Linked DNA regions of Oryctolagus cuniculus: region 1 is linked to region 2. A link is a contact called in public Micro-C data. All regions are on one chromosome and are shown on one strand. Each heading gives the region's core, a stretch centred on a gene start, on an enhancer-like site or on the middle of the called end of the contact. The rest is flanking DNA. Distances are from core to core; before and after follow the strand shown. Region 1 holds the start of MTMR12 (myotubularin related protein 12). Region 2 holds the start of GOLPH3 (golgi phosphoprotein 3).

Evidence for each region. A called contact is a pair of places that touch in the nucleus more often than the background predicts.
Region 1: a Micro-C map of ear pinna shows a contact between it and region 2, with 2.5 times the contacts expected there. The contact joins the promoter of MTMR12 here to the promoter of GOLPH3 in region 2. A contact is called at or near these places in 2 of 6 Hi-C or Micro-C datasets (ear pinna and an unstated tissue).

Annotation. Positions count from the first base shown.
Region 1 is chr14:58,460,802-58,466,864 of mOryCun1.1, reverse strand. It overlaps MTMR12 (myotubularin related protein 12), which reads left to right and starts at 4,223. Exons shown (of 16, transcript XM_008262096.4): 1 at 4,223-4,481. The coding sequence starts at 4,401.
Region 2 is chr14:58,311,136-58,317,188 of mOryCun1.1, reverse strand. It overlaps GOLPH3 (golgi phosphoprotein 3), which reads left to right and starts at 3,361. Exons shown (of 4, transcript XM_002714100.4): 1 at 3,361-3,877. The coding sequence starts at 3,653.

The DNA of each region.
Region 1 (6,063 bases), core at 2,974-5,473, 150 kb before region 2:
GCAGGGTAATGCCCTGGCCTGAAGCACCAGCATCCCATATGGGCCCCGGTGCGAGAGCCGGCTGCTCCACTTCTGATCCAGCTATTGCTGTGGCCTGGGAAGGCAGTGGAAAGTGGCCCAAGTCCTTGGGCCCCTGCACCCACTTGGGAGACCCGGAGGAGGCTCCTGGCTTCAGATCGGCATGGCTCCAGCCGTTGCAGCCAATTAGGGAGTGAACCATCGGATGGAGGACCTCTCTCTCTCTCTGCCTCTCCTCTCTCTGTGTAATTCTGACTTTCAAATAAATAAATAAATCTTTACAAAGAAAAGAAAAGCCATGATTTCTTGTCCAAGGATGGAGCTGTAAGACAAAGACAAAACCTCTTTGTTTAAAACCAGTCCCACCATGACTTATCCAGGAGGAGTCACCTTGGCGCTCTGTCTGCGATCCCTGACACCCGTAGGTCCTGCACTGCTTGTTGAAGAGGTGGCCTTTACCTATTTCATCCTTGCTGTCTATGAGGCCTCTCCTGGCTCAACTTGTGCAGTTTTCCTAAGAATCCTCCACCCACCGTGCAGTAACTGCTACTGCTAACATCCTCACTTTAGGCGAGGAACAGAGGCAGAGGGAGAAGAAATCACTTGCCCAAAGCCACAGATTAAAGGGCAGAGGCTGGGCCTGGTGCCAAATGAGCACGTGGGGCTCTGACAACAGCGAGTAAGCAATCCCCAAGGGACGCAGCCTCCGCCCAGGTCACATTCTGAACCTGGATGGGAGTGGGTCGGGGCTCGCCTGCCAGTCTCCCTGGTGCTGCCAGCCTAGGGCAGGGGTAGCTGCTGCTTTCCCTACCCAGACTCCAGAGAGGGTTAGGGGGCTGGGGCAGACCCTGACCCTCCATGAGACAGTGCCCCGGCAGCTACTGGGAGGGATGGTGGCACGGCTGGAAAGACTGCAGAAGGAAAGACTCCTTTATCTACACCCTTGGAGTCAAAGAGCCCCAGAGCAGGGGTCAGCAACACTTTAGGGAACTCAGACAGGGGATGAGAGGTGGGAGGTAAAACTCGAGGAACTCTGAGTGTGTTTTGCTGTATCATCCACCATCACATAAAAGCACATATTTGGGACCAGCGTTGTGGCGTTCTGGGTAAAACTAACGCATGAGACCCTGGCAACCATATGGGCGCTAGTTCACATCCCAGCTGCCCAACTTCTGATCCAGCTCCCTGCTAATGAACCTGGGAAATCAGCAGAAGATGGCCCAAGTGGGAGACCCATCCTGGCTCCTGGCTTTGGCCTCCCTGGCCCAGTCCTGAGCATTACAGCCATCTGGGGAATGAACTAGCAGATGGAAGATCCATCTCTCTCCTGCTCTTCCCCCTCTTCCCCAATCCCCCGCCCTTTGTTACAGAAACCTAGGGTGGGAAAACGCCCTTCGTTCAAACAGGCACCAGAGACAGTGGAAGATCGAGAGCAGTTTATTAACACCAGTGGACTCAGCTGGAATCATTTCCTGAGAACTGAGCAACAATCCCAGGTCTCTTACAATATTTATAGGTTCATCAGCATCATACCTTAGCTGTTACAACATTGGTAGGTTTAAATTGCATCCCATGGGACTTAGGACTACTTAGGGAGAACCAGCCTACGTCACTTAAGACCACACTTCTGGCCGGCGCCGTGGCTCACTAGGCTAATCCTCCACCTTGCGGCGCTGGCACACCGGGTTCTATCCTGGTCAGGGCACCGGATTCTGTCCCGGTTGCCCCTCTTCCAGGCTAGCTCTCTGCTGTGGCCAGGTAGTACAGTGGAGGATGGCCCCAGTACTTGGGCCCTGCACCCCATGGGAGACCAAGATAAGTACCTGGCTCCTGGCTTCGGATCAGTGCAGTGCGCCGGCCGCAGCGCGCCAGCCGCGGCTGCCATTGGAGGGTGAACCAACGGTAAAGGAAGACCTTTCTCTCTGTCTCTCTGTCTCTCTCTCTCACTGTCCACTCTGCCTGTCAAAAAAACAAAACAAAACAAAACAAAAAACCACACTTCAGTGGTTGGTGGGTCCAGAATGTGTATAAAAGAGACACCTGAGGCAGATTTATAGGACAAATTTGAGTGGAGTCACAAATATTAGAAGTTAGGACATCTTCCTTCCCTAGACAAGATAACAGTGGGCAGCTGCTTCACTAGTTAATTGCGAGCAGCCTCTTTTTTTTTTTTTAAGATTTATTTATTTTTATTTGAAAGTCAGAGCTACACAGAGAAGGAGAGGCAGAGACAGAGAGAGAGGTCTTCGATCTGCTGGTTCACTCCCCAGCTGGCTGCAATGGCCAGAGTGGTGCCAATCCAAAGATAGGAGCCAGGAGTTTCTTCCAAGTCTCCCACGTGGTTGCAGAGGCCCAAGGACTTGGCCATCCTCTACTGCTTTCCCAGGCCATAGCAGAGAGCTGGATCAGAGTGGAGCAGCCAGGACTAGCACTGGCACCCATATGGGATGCCGGCCCTGCAGGCGGCAGCTTCACCCGCTATGCCACAGCAAAGGCCCAAGCCATTTTTCAATGTTTGTGTTGGCGGCGGGGGGGGGGGGGTCTTATTTCCTTCCCTTGTTTCCAGTTGTGGCCTTATTTCCTCTATACCTTGACTTTCTGCCTTTCAAATAGATAAGTTTATTCAGACTATAAGGATTTGCCCTACCATTGCGTTTTGACAAGTTAAAAACTTCTGTGAAATATAAAGTGGAATTATTAGTTTTCACAAAATTATTCACATCACTATAAGGAGTCTTGTAAAGATGTATTTATTTATTTGAAAGAGTTACAGAGAGGCAGAGGCAGAGAGAGAAAGAGAAGTCTTCCATACTCTGGTTCACTCCTCAAATAGTCACAACAGCCGGAGCTGGGCCAATCCGAAGCTAGGCGCTTCTTCCCGGTCTCCCACACAGGTGCAGGGGCCCAAGGACTTGGGCCATCCTCTACTGCGTTCCCAGGCCATAGCAGAGAGCTGGATCAGAGAGGAGTAGCCAGACTAGAACCAGCGCCCATATGGGATGCCGGCATGCAGGCGGCGGCTTTACTTGCTATGCCACAGCACCGGCCCCATATAAGGGGGGGGGAGGTTTATAAAGACTTAATTGGCTTTTTCAAATAGAACTAGCCATGCTTTTCTTGTGCTGTCTCCTAATTCGTATCTTTAAGATGTTAATATTTTTATTTTAGTGTGTTCAGAACATGGACTTTGGAATCCAGACAGACACAGGCCTGTCTGCAAACACCTCTGAGACCTGGGCAGATTCCCTGCATCTGGGTTTTCTCACTGGCTCTAGGGGATAGGCTGAACTGTGGCGATCCGCCTGGGGCTACAGCGCTTTTCTTGAACTTGTGTTTGCAAATACTAGCACGTTCGCTTTCCCTTAGCTTGATTATTTACTTGAACCCGCTCTGGGAAGGGGCGCGTGGAGATCACTCGGGTGGAAAGCCAGGTCATCATCAGCACGTCAGCTTGACCTCTGGAAAGCTGACTGCAGGGATAAATCAGTTTCTCCCACTAGAAAGATTTTCTCGAGAGCCGGATTCTGTCGTATTCACCTGCTTCTAATTCTGTGCTGGGCGTCAAATGTGGAATTTAAATAAAATTTCTTTGCGGTCATGGGTTAAAGTGAAGGTTTTGGTAACCCGGCAGAGTAGATAAAATAAGCCTCTTAGGGCTTTTATATTCTATCACAGACACAAACAACTGAACAAATGAAGTTGACAACGCCTTTTATGATGGCTCAAACCTGTGGTTCAGTGCCTGTTAACCCTTGGTTTGTCCGATTTTGGGGTCTACATTTAAAATAGTAAACCTTGAATGTCACTGATGTAGGTTTGGAACTCCTACGCGAGATTTGATACATCAGAGTTTTGGACGTTTTATTCCAAAGCGACTAGAAAAGGGAACATCACGACTGCCAGAACTGCTGCCCAAGACAACTTACTGACCGCGGGATCACTGGGCGACGACATCCTCGCCATCCAATCGCCGGGAAGTCCGGAGAGAAGGCTCTCTGGATTGGTTAGTGGAAACATCGCTCCAGGTTCATTCAAGAAGGGGCTGGGCCGGCGGCATCACTGGCCAATCAGAGGACGCAGAAGGCGGGCTTTGCTGGAGAAGAGTGGCGTGGATCCTATCTCGCAAGGCGAAACTCGGCCAGTCAGAACGGCCTGCCGCGAAGCTGGGGGCGTGGCCTCTGGCCTCCGGCTCGAGGCCGCGTGGGCTGGCGTGCGGAATGGGCGGGGCGAGCGGTGTCAGCGGCGGAGCCGGATGCGGGCGGTGCCGCCGCTGCGGCGGCCCTGGGGATGGGCGGAGCCCCAGTCGCTAGTGCTGGTGGCCGCCGCCGCTGCCCGAGCCGTCGCCTCTCTTCCCGCGCGTCGCTGCTAATTTGGGTGGCGGTATGCTGGGGAAGGGGGTAGTCGGCGGTGGCGGCGGCACCAAGACGCCCAAGCCGTCCTTCGTGTCGTACGTGCGCCCTGAGGTGAGGAGACGCCGCGCGGGCTGGGCGTCGGGGCTGCAGCGGCTGGGGTAAGGGGCGCCGGGAGCCCCTGCCCGGCCTTGGGGAGGGCCGCTGGGCGTTTCCTGCTCGGCGGCTGTGGGGAGCCCGGCGGGGTGAGGCGCTGCGGCCTCCCCGCGGGCCTGGGTGGGGCCCCTCGCGCGGGCAGGCAGGTGCCCCGGCGTTGGGCCCGGCTCTCTGGCGACTGGATGGGGGGCCCGAGGTGGGGAGGCACTGCGGCTCGCGACGCCCTGTGGTGCACCGCGGGAGGGAGTAGGGGCGGGTCCGGGACGGTTGGCCGGGTCCGCCGAGCGGGCCCGCAGCCCAGGTGTGTGTGTCCTGGCCTTGGGTTTTCCCAGGGAGAGTGAGAGCCCGCCTGTCCCAGCAGCCTGCTTCTAAGTGCGGTCGGATGCCCCGGCGGGACGCCGTTGGCGGCTCTCACCTCCCTTCCGCGCTGCGCCTAGAAACCGAGGGGTCTCCCGGCTTCAGTGGGTCTCTGTGACCCCCCACCCCGCTTTTGGTCGCTTCTCCCCCCACCCCCCGTCATTTCACCCTATCACCATCACCCTCTCCTCCGCCTCTTGCTGTCCTGAATTTTACTGGCAAGAAGTTCATTCATTCATTCAGCAAACACTGTCTGAGCTCCTACTGTGTGCCAGGCCCTGTTCTGAGCACTTGAGATGGCCATCAGTGAGCCGAACAGAAATCCCTGCGCTCCTGGAATTGGCAGGAAGGGAAGACAAGCCGGAGGAAGCTATAGCCATAGCATATTGTAGTGTCTTAGAAGGTGGGAAAGGAACATGGGAGAGAAAAGGCATGCTGTCATTCTCTCAGAAATGACAGTGAGCCAAGACTTAGGACAGGGAGTCTGAGGGAGGAGGAGTCCAGGTAGAGGGACCTGGGGAACCCTCGTGAAGGTAGTGGAGTTGGAGGTGTGTCAGGTGGCTGGGCGGAGGCACGGTGGGCGAGATCAGAATCTGTAGACCCCACTGAGAACTTCCTGAGCAGGAGCGCTTAATCCACATGCCTGATTAGGTGCCCCCTCGTGTTGGATTTGCCCTCTCCAGCACATGAGTCAGCGACTTGTGGAAGTGCTACTGAGTTCTGTAAGCCCCCCTGGGGCCTTTGCATATGTATCTTCAAAATCAGGAGATGTGTACTCTTGAAATGGATCTTATTTTTAGCCCTGATTTTCAAATAAAAACCACTTCCTCTGGTAGCACTTAATATGGAGTCAGGGACATCTTAACTTTTCAGCAGGCTTGCCTTGTATGTAAGTAATGTGGTCGGTTTCTCTTTGTGTCTTTTTTTTGATAGAGCCCTAGTTGAAGTGCAACTGATCTTTAACCTTTCCTCTTCAGTGAGATTAAATTTAACAAGTGGAAAGTCTTCTGAAATGTGGCTAGAGTTCAAGAACGTTCAAATTCTTCATCCACCAAGTGCACATGTTGTAATTAGACATGTTTTCCCTCTGCCCACTGTGCCTGATATATTTCCTTTGAGGGATAATAAGGGAAGGGGAGTGGTTCAGCTCCAAAAGAAGCCCGAAGTGGTCACATTTTTCAGA
Region 2 (6,053 bases), core at 2,112-4,611:
TCAGCTTTACGGGAGCTGTGTGGCTGTCCTGGCCTGCTGTTCCATCCTATGGCTCAGCACCATGGTTGGCATGCAGCAGATATTATAAATGCAAACATTTGTCCAGTGATTGCATTAAGAGCCTGCGTTCTGATCCAGGTTTGCAACTTGCCAGATGTGCTGACTCTGGGGAGACTGCTTCACTTCTCTGAACCCGTTTCTTCTCAGGTAAAATGGGTGTCAATCTGAGGTCCCTAGGAGGTAAGGCTGAAGAGAAAGGCTTTTGTATTACTGCACCGGTGTTAGCTGGTGGAACTGCCGGGAGCACAAACAGGGGAGGGGAGGGAGGAGTGAGCGTGACGCTGAGCTGTTGCACTGAGTGTCGCAGAGACGTTGTTAATAACTCTCTTCAGAGAGGAAGGGACTCTGCTGTGTTACCCCGCAGCCTGAAGTGCTACCTCCCCCTCACCTTGAGGCTCTGCAGGTGGGCACAAGGCGTGCTGCTGTCATACTGCAGGACATGGGGTGGCCCGAGTTCATGCAGAACTGGTTGGTGCAGCATTAGCACCTGATGTGCAGGGCTCTGGTGGGGGTAACGGGAGAGTATCCCTGGCAGACACTCAGCTATCAATAACACACAGCTGCCGTCACCAGGAATTGGTATTTTGGTCTCAAAATATCCTTTTCTTTCTCCCTTTCTTTCTTGGTAAGGTGATTTTGAAGTCTGCATGGAAAATAAGCAAGAAAAATGTTAGGAAAACTAAAGAAAAAAAAGAAAAATGTGTAAAGTTTTAGTAATTTGAAGATTGTGGTACTGGTACGCCTCTAGTCTATGAGCATATATTTTTATGGACAAGACTAATTTTTATTGCAGCATTGTTTATAACAGCAAAGGGCTGGAAACAACCTGCACAGACATCAGCAGGGGGTTTTGGTATGTGTTTGCCCAGCAGATGTGATGCAGCTGGAGAGGCTCTTAGGAACTGACATACACTGCTCTCTAACACCAAGTGGGTGCAAAGAAGTCAAGATACAAAACTATGTAACGTCTGGGCCGGCACTGGGGCATAGAGGGTAAAGCTGCTGCCTGCGGTGCTGGCATCCCATGTGGGCACCGGTTGGAGTTCTTGCTGCTCCACTTCTGATCCAGCTCTCTGCTACGGCCTGAGAAAGCAGTGGAAGATGGCCCAAGTCCTTGGGCCCCTGCACCCACGTGGGAAACCCGGAAGAAGCTCCTGGCTTCAGGTGGACCCAGCTTCAGCCATTGTGGCCAATTGGGCAGTGAACCAGCATATGGAAGACCTTTCTCTGTCTCTCTTTCTCTGCCTCTCTGTAACGCTGCCTTTGAAATAAATAAATAAATCTACAAAAACCCTATATAGTGTGCTATAACTAGTATAAAATGGAAGAAAAGCATATGTTCTTATTTGCTTAAATATGCATTAAAAATCTCTGGGAAGATCTGAGAGGTAATACACGTATTAGTGATTACCTATTTGTGTGTCTGCACATGCTAAGTATTTTGGTATCTGTTACCGCCTAACAAATTAAATTTAGCAGTCTACAGTAAGTGTTCATTTAAAGATTTATATCTGACAAGCAGAATGACAGCGAGACAAAGACCGAGAAAACTCCATCTGCCAGTTCACTCCCCAAATGCCAGCCACAGCCAGGAATAGGCCAGGCGGAAGCCAGGAGCCAGGAACTCACCCATGGGTGGCAGGAACCCAAGTACCTGGGCCATCATCTGCTGTCTCCCAGGTGCATTAGCAAGAAGCTGGATGAGAAAGCAGACAAGCCAGGACTGAAACCAAGCACTCCCATTGGGCATTCGGCATCCTAAGCAGCTGCTTAACCTGCTGTGCCACAACACCTGCCCAACAAATATTTATTGTCTCAGTTTCTGCAGGACAGGAATTTGAGAATGGCCCCACTGGGTGGGACTGGCTCAGCATCTCTCACCAGGTTTCAAGGAAGACATGAGGAAGGACTGGAAGATCTGCTTGAGATGGGTCACTCACAGGGCTGACCATTGCCTAAGGGGGCTTGGATGTCTGTAAGATCTGGCTTTGGGTTTCTCCCAGAGTGAATGGGAGAGGGCAGGAAGGCGAGAAAGTTGCTGCGAAGACTCCTGTGACCCGCTCTGAGAAGTGACACCCAGCCAGCCCGCGCTGCCCACGTTCTATCTGTCCTAAGAAACTCACATGCAAGGGAAGGCGAATCACAGGACCTGTTGGCATATTTGAAAATCTGGCCGTGGGGAACCAGACAGTGCTGGGAGGGACAGCTTCACTATACACATCTTCATGTCCTTTGTCTTGGCGTAGGTATTGGACTCTATTAATCCAGTAGTGATTACATTTCTTTTACAAAGAAACAAATTTGAAGCTATCTGGTAAAGAACTGGAAGAGGATGTGAGTGGGAGAACCTGGTTGAGAAGTTGACCTTTGGGCGGCCAGCAAAGAGGGGAGGACTTGGCACTGACCTTGTGCCCCGGGCCTGCATCGCGTTCTGGGGCTACTGCAGGTCGGGATGCCGGGTTCATGGAGGGGGAAGACCCTAACCAAAGCACAGCTCCAGCCTGTGGTCACTGTTGATCCTAATACTGGATGGCGCACAACAACGTGGTACTTTACACACGCCACCCTTCCGCCCCCGCCCTACCTCTCGCAGTGTGACAGCTAACCTTTAACGTAATTTGCACAAAACTGTGCAGCACGCCAAGAGGATTGAAACCTAGTCATTACGCGGGCAGAGACGTGGCACGAAACCCAACAGGTTTATTGTCTCCATAAAAAGACCGTAAAGGTCGCGCGTGCGGCCGTGCGCGCCACTAGCTGTGCGGGGCACTCCGGCCACCGCGCAGCGCAAGTCGGAGTGGGAGAGGAAAGTTTTGCACATTAAACTAGTCCCTGCGTCCCAGCCCGGCTGCCCCCAGAAGGCGCAGCCGCTCCTCCCCAGGCATCAGGGCGTCCGGGCGCGCCCTCTCGCGCCCCAGCGGCGGCGAGCACAGTCCCTCCTGCCAGTCCAGACGGGGTCCCGGCGGCCCGGGCCCTCCGCGGACCGAGGTGCGGCGGGCACAGCTCGAGGCTCGGCGGGGTCCACCCCTGCGCGGCCTCAGCTCTCCAGACTCGCGCGCGCGCACGCTCGCCGACGCGCTGGCTCCATCCCGGATCGTAAGGGACGAAAGTTGGGGCGAACGTGACGCGGACACGTCACCGGCCCGAGGCCTCAGGCCGGGGCCGGAGGGCACGCGGAAAAAAAGGCCGGCACCCGAAGCCGGGGAGCCGGTGGGCGGCGGCGGCAGCCGATCCCATCCGCTGCTTCCGGCGCCTTCCGGGCCCTCGCTGCGCCGACTCTGCCACATCCTCCGGTGACGTCAGCCGGCGACGCCATATTGGAAAGGCGCCGCCGCCGCCGCCGCCGCCGCCTCCGCTTCGGAGCTTGGGCAGTTTTAGGGGCCGCGGCCGCAGGCAGGAAAGCGCCCCTCTTTCTCCTCGCCGAAGCTCAGCCTAATTCCCCATGACCGCCCCCGGCCCCGCAGCCGACGGACGTCGCCCCAGCATCCGGATCTAACACGGAAGCCCGGGTCAGGGGCCGCGGGGGGAGGAGGAGGGCGACCCGGTCGGACCCGCGTCCCTCTTCGGCCCGCGCGGCGCTTCGGCCGGAGCCATGACCTCGCTGACCCAGCGCAGCTCGGGCCTGGTGCAGCGGCGCACCGAGGCCTCCCGCAACGCCGCCGACAAGGAGAGGGCGGCGGGCGGCGGCGGCGGCAGCGGCGAGGACGACGCGCAGAGCCGCCGCGACGAGCAGGACGACGACGACAAGGGCGACTCCAAGGAAACCCGGCTGACCCTGATGGAGGAGGTGCTCTTGCTGGGTCTCAAGGACCGAGAGGTGCGGGCGCGGCTGGCGGGGCGGGGGGCGGCGGCGCGGGCCCGGGGCGCCAGGTGGGCTCCAGGTGGGCGCGCGGTTCCCCCCCGGCCCGCGCACCTGCGCTGCTCCCGCCGGAGCCGCGCGCCCGGGAGCGCACCCCTGGCCCCCGAGGCGCGGTGGAGTTGGTGGCCCCGCTGCGCGCGGCCCAGGGCTTTCCTGGCCCTCGGCGTTCAGAGTGTTGGATTTCTCCTCCCCTCTTCCTCGCGACGCCCTCCTCGCCTCTCCCTGCGCGTTTAACCGGTGTAGACCTCAGGCGCGATTCCAGCCTGGGGACCACCCGGTTGTGAACAGCCGCACCTGGAACCACCAGCACCCCCAACTTCTCGGGTTATTTTGGACCTGGGAGGGAGGGTCCACAGATCCTGTTTGCTGGGGAATTTTGTTTGTTTTAAAGACGTACTATTTGGAATTAACAATTCGGTGAAATGGTAATGAGGAAAAAAAGTTACGAAGTAAAGTCGACAAAGTTCTCAGGAACCCTACAAAATGACTTTTTAGTTCAACTTGGTTTGGGCGACAGCTTATTTTTTTAGTATCGCTCTAAATTTGATCGGTTCTGACGGTTCTCGAGGTTTTGGCCGTCTTAAGAGCTTTTTTTGTGAGGTGCTGGAGAAGTGAGGGCTTTTGACGTAGGACCTCAAAGCTTTAGGTAGGGTGAAGCTGTGAAAAATATTTGTTTTGTGTTCTGCTTTTGAAAAGGATTGTATTTCACCCCAGTATCCAGAATTTTCACATAAAAAGGTGAAAAAAATGCCAGTGGGTGTGTACGTGTGTGCACACTTCTCATCCTATAGTGAACCTTTCGCTCTGTGTATCATGTATCTATCCATCTACAGATGGGTGTTTTGAAAGCCAGACGCAGGCGTGGGAGCTGAGGCAGGGGAATGGGTGTTCTGTAAGTCATGGCTGTAAGGTGGTCCCTGAAGCGCTTTATCCCGGTGTGGGAACCTCAGACAGCTGTCTTGAGTCAGACGCAAAAGTATCTTGAAGTTTTGTTTTGATTTTCAGAAAGCTTTCCAAATTCACCAAGATAGGCAAAAAAGTTTCATTCTTAAAAAAATCGAAGGTTTAGGGAAACTTAGCAGATGTTACTGTTGGTGGACTCCTGATAAAAGTCGAGAACTACAGCTCACCTTGATGGAAACGCCCAGCGTGTCTGCAGTATGTTGTTTTCCTACCGAAAGGGGCCTGGGCCCTGTGTAAGGACTGAGCTGTGCTGACCCGAGCAGGCTGTGTGTGAAACTCTGTTTTGTTCTTGTGATGAAAAAGCGAAGTAGAAGTATCTTAGATTTTAGAAAGTATTCAACTTTTTTTTAAATGCTTTACACTTTGGAATCTTGGTGTTAAGCATTTTTCTTTAGGTCTTTTTGCCTTTGGGACAAAAGTAACACTGTAGACATTTTAGGAAAAAAAAAGGAAAATGAAGAAAACGTATACCTGAGTGGACATTTTGGCTTGTAGTTTTTGAGACTTTTCTGTATGGATAAAACTCGGAAACTAGAACTTCAGAAACAAACACAGTTAACATTTAGTGCTCTGAGTCACAGCAGTGAGAAGTTACGGTGAGAAAGTACCTTTTTGTTTTTTCAAATATGTGTTAGCTCTAAATGTGTATACTGAAACAGGTTAACATGCTGCTTTTCCGTGGCTAGTTTTGATGACGATAACCTGAAGAATTTGTTGAAATGTGATGGTACTTACATAATTTAGACAGTTTGAAGTTCTTTGATGGCAGGTAATTGAAGCCATCTGTGGTGCGTATTTTGCCTCAGGAGGTGCTCGCTATACTTTCCAAGGCCTGGCCAAGGTCCAGATGCTAGCTAATTCTGAGCTGTACTTGCTGACTTCACAGCCACATAGGGAAATCTGCCCCGCCCCCTTTCGTAGGCACCTCCAGGACGTGGAGAGAGAGGGCTGGGATTTTGCTTGCTTTACATTTTGGCTTTGGGGATTAGCCTGTATATTTTTTCTTTTGTCACATTTTAAAGAAAGATTTATTAGAAAGGCAAAGAGATCTTCCATCTGCTGGTTCACTCCCCATATGTCTGCAACATCCAGGGCTGCGCCAGGCCAGACCTAACAGCTAGGACTCAATGCAGGTCTCCCACGTAGGTGGCAGGAACCCAAGTACTTGGAC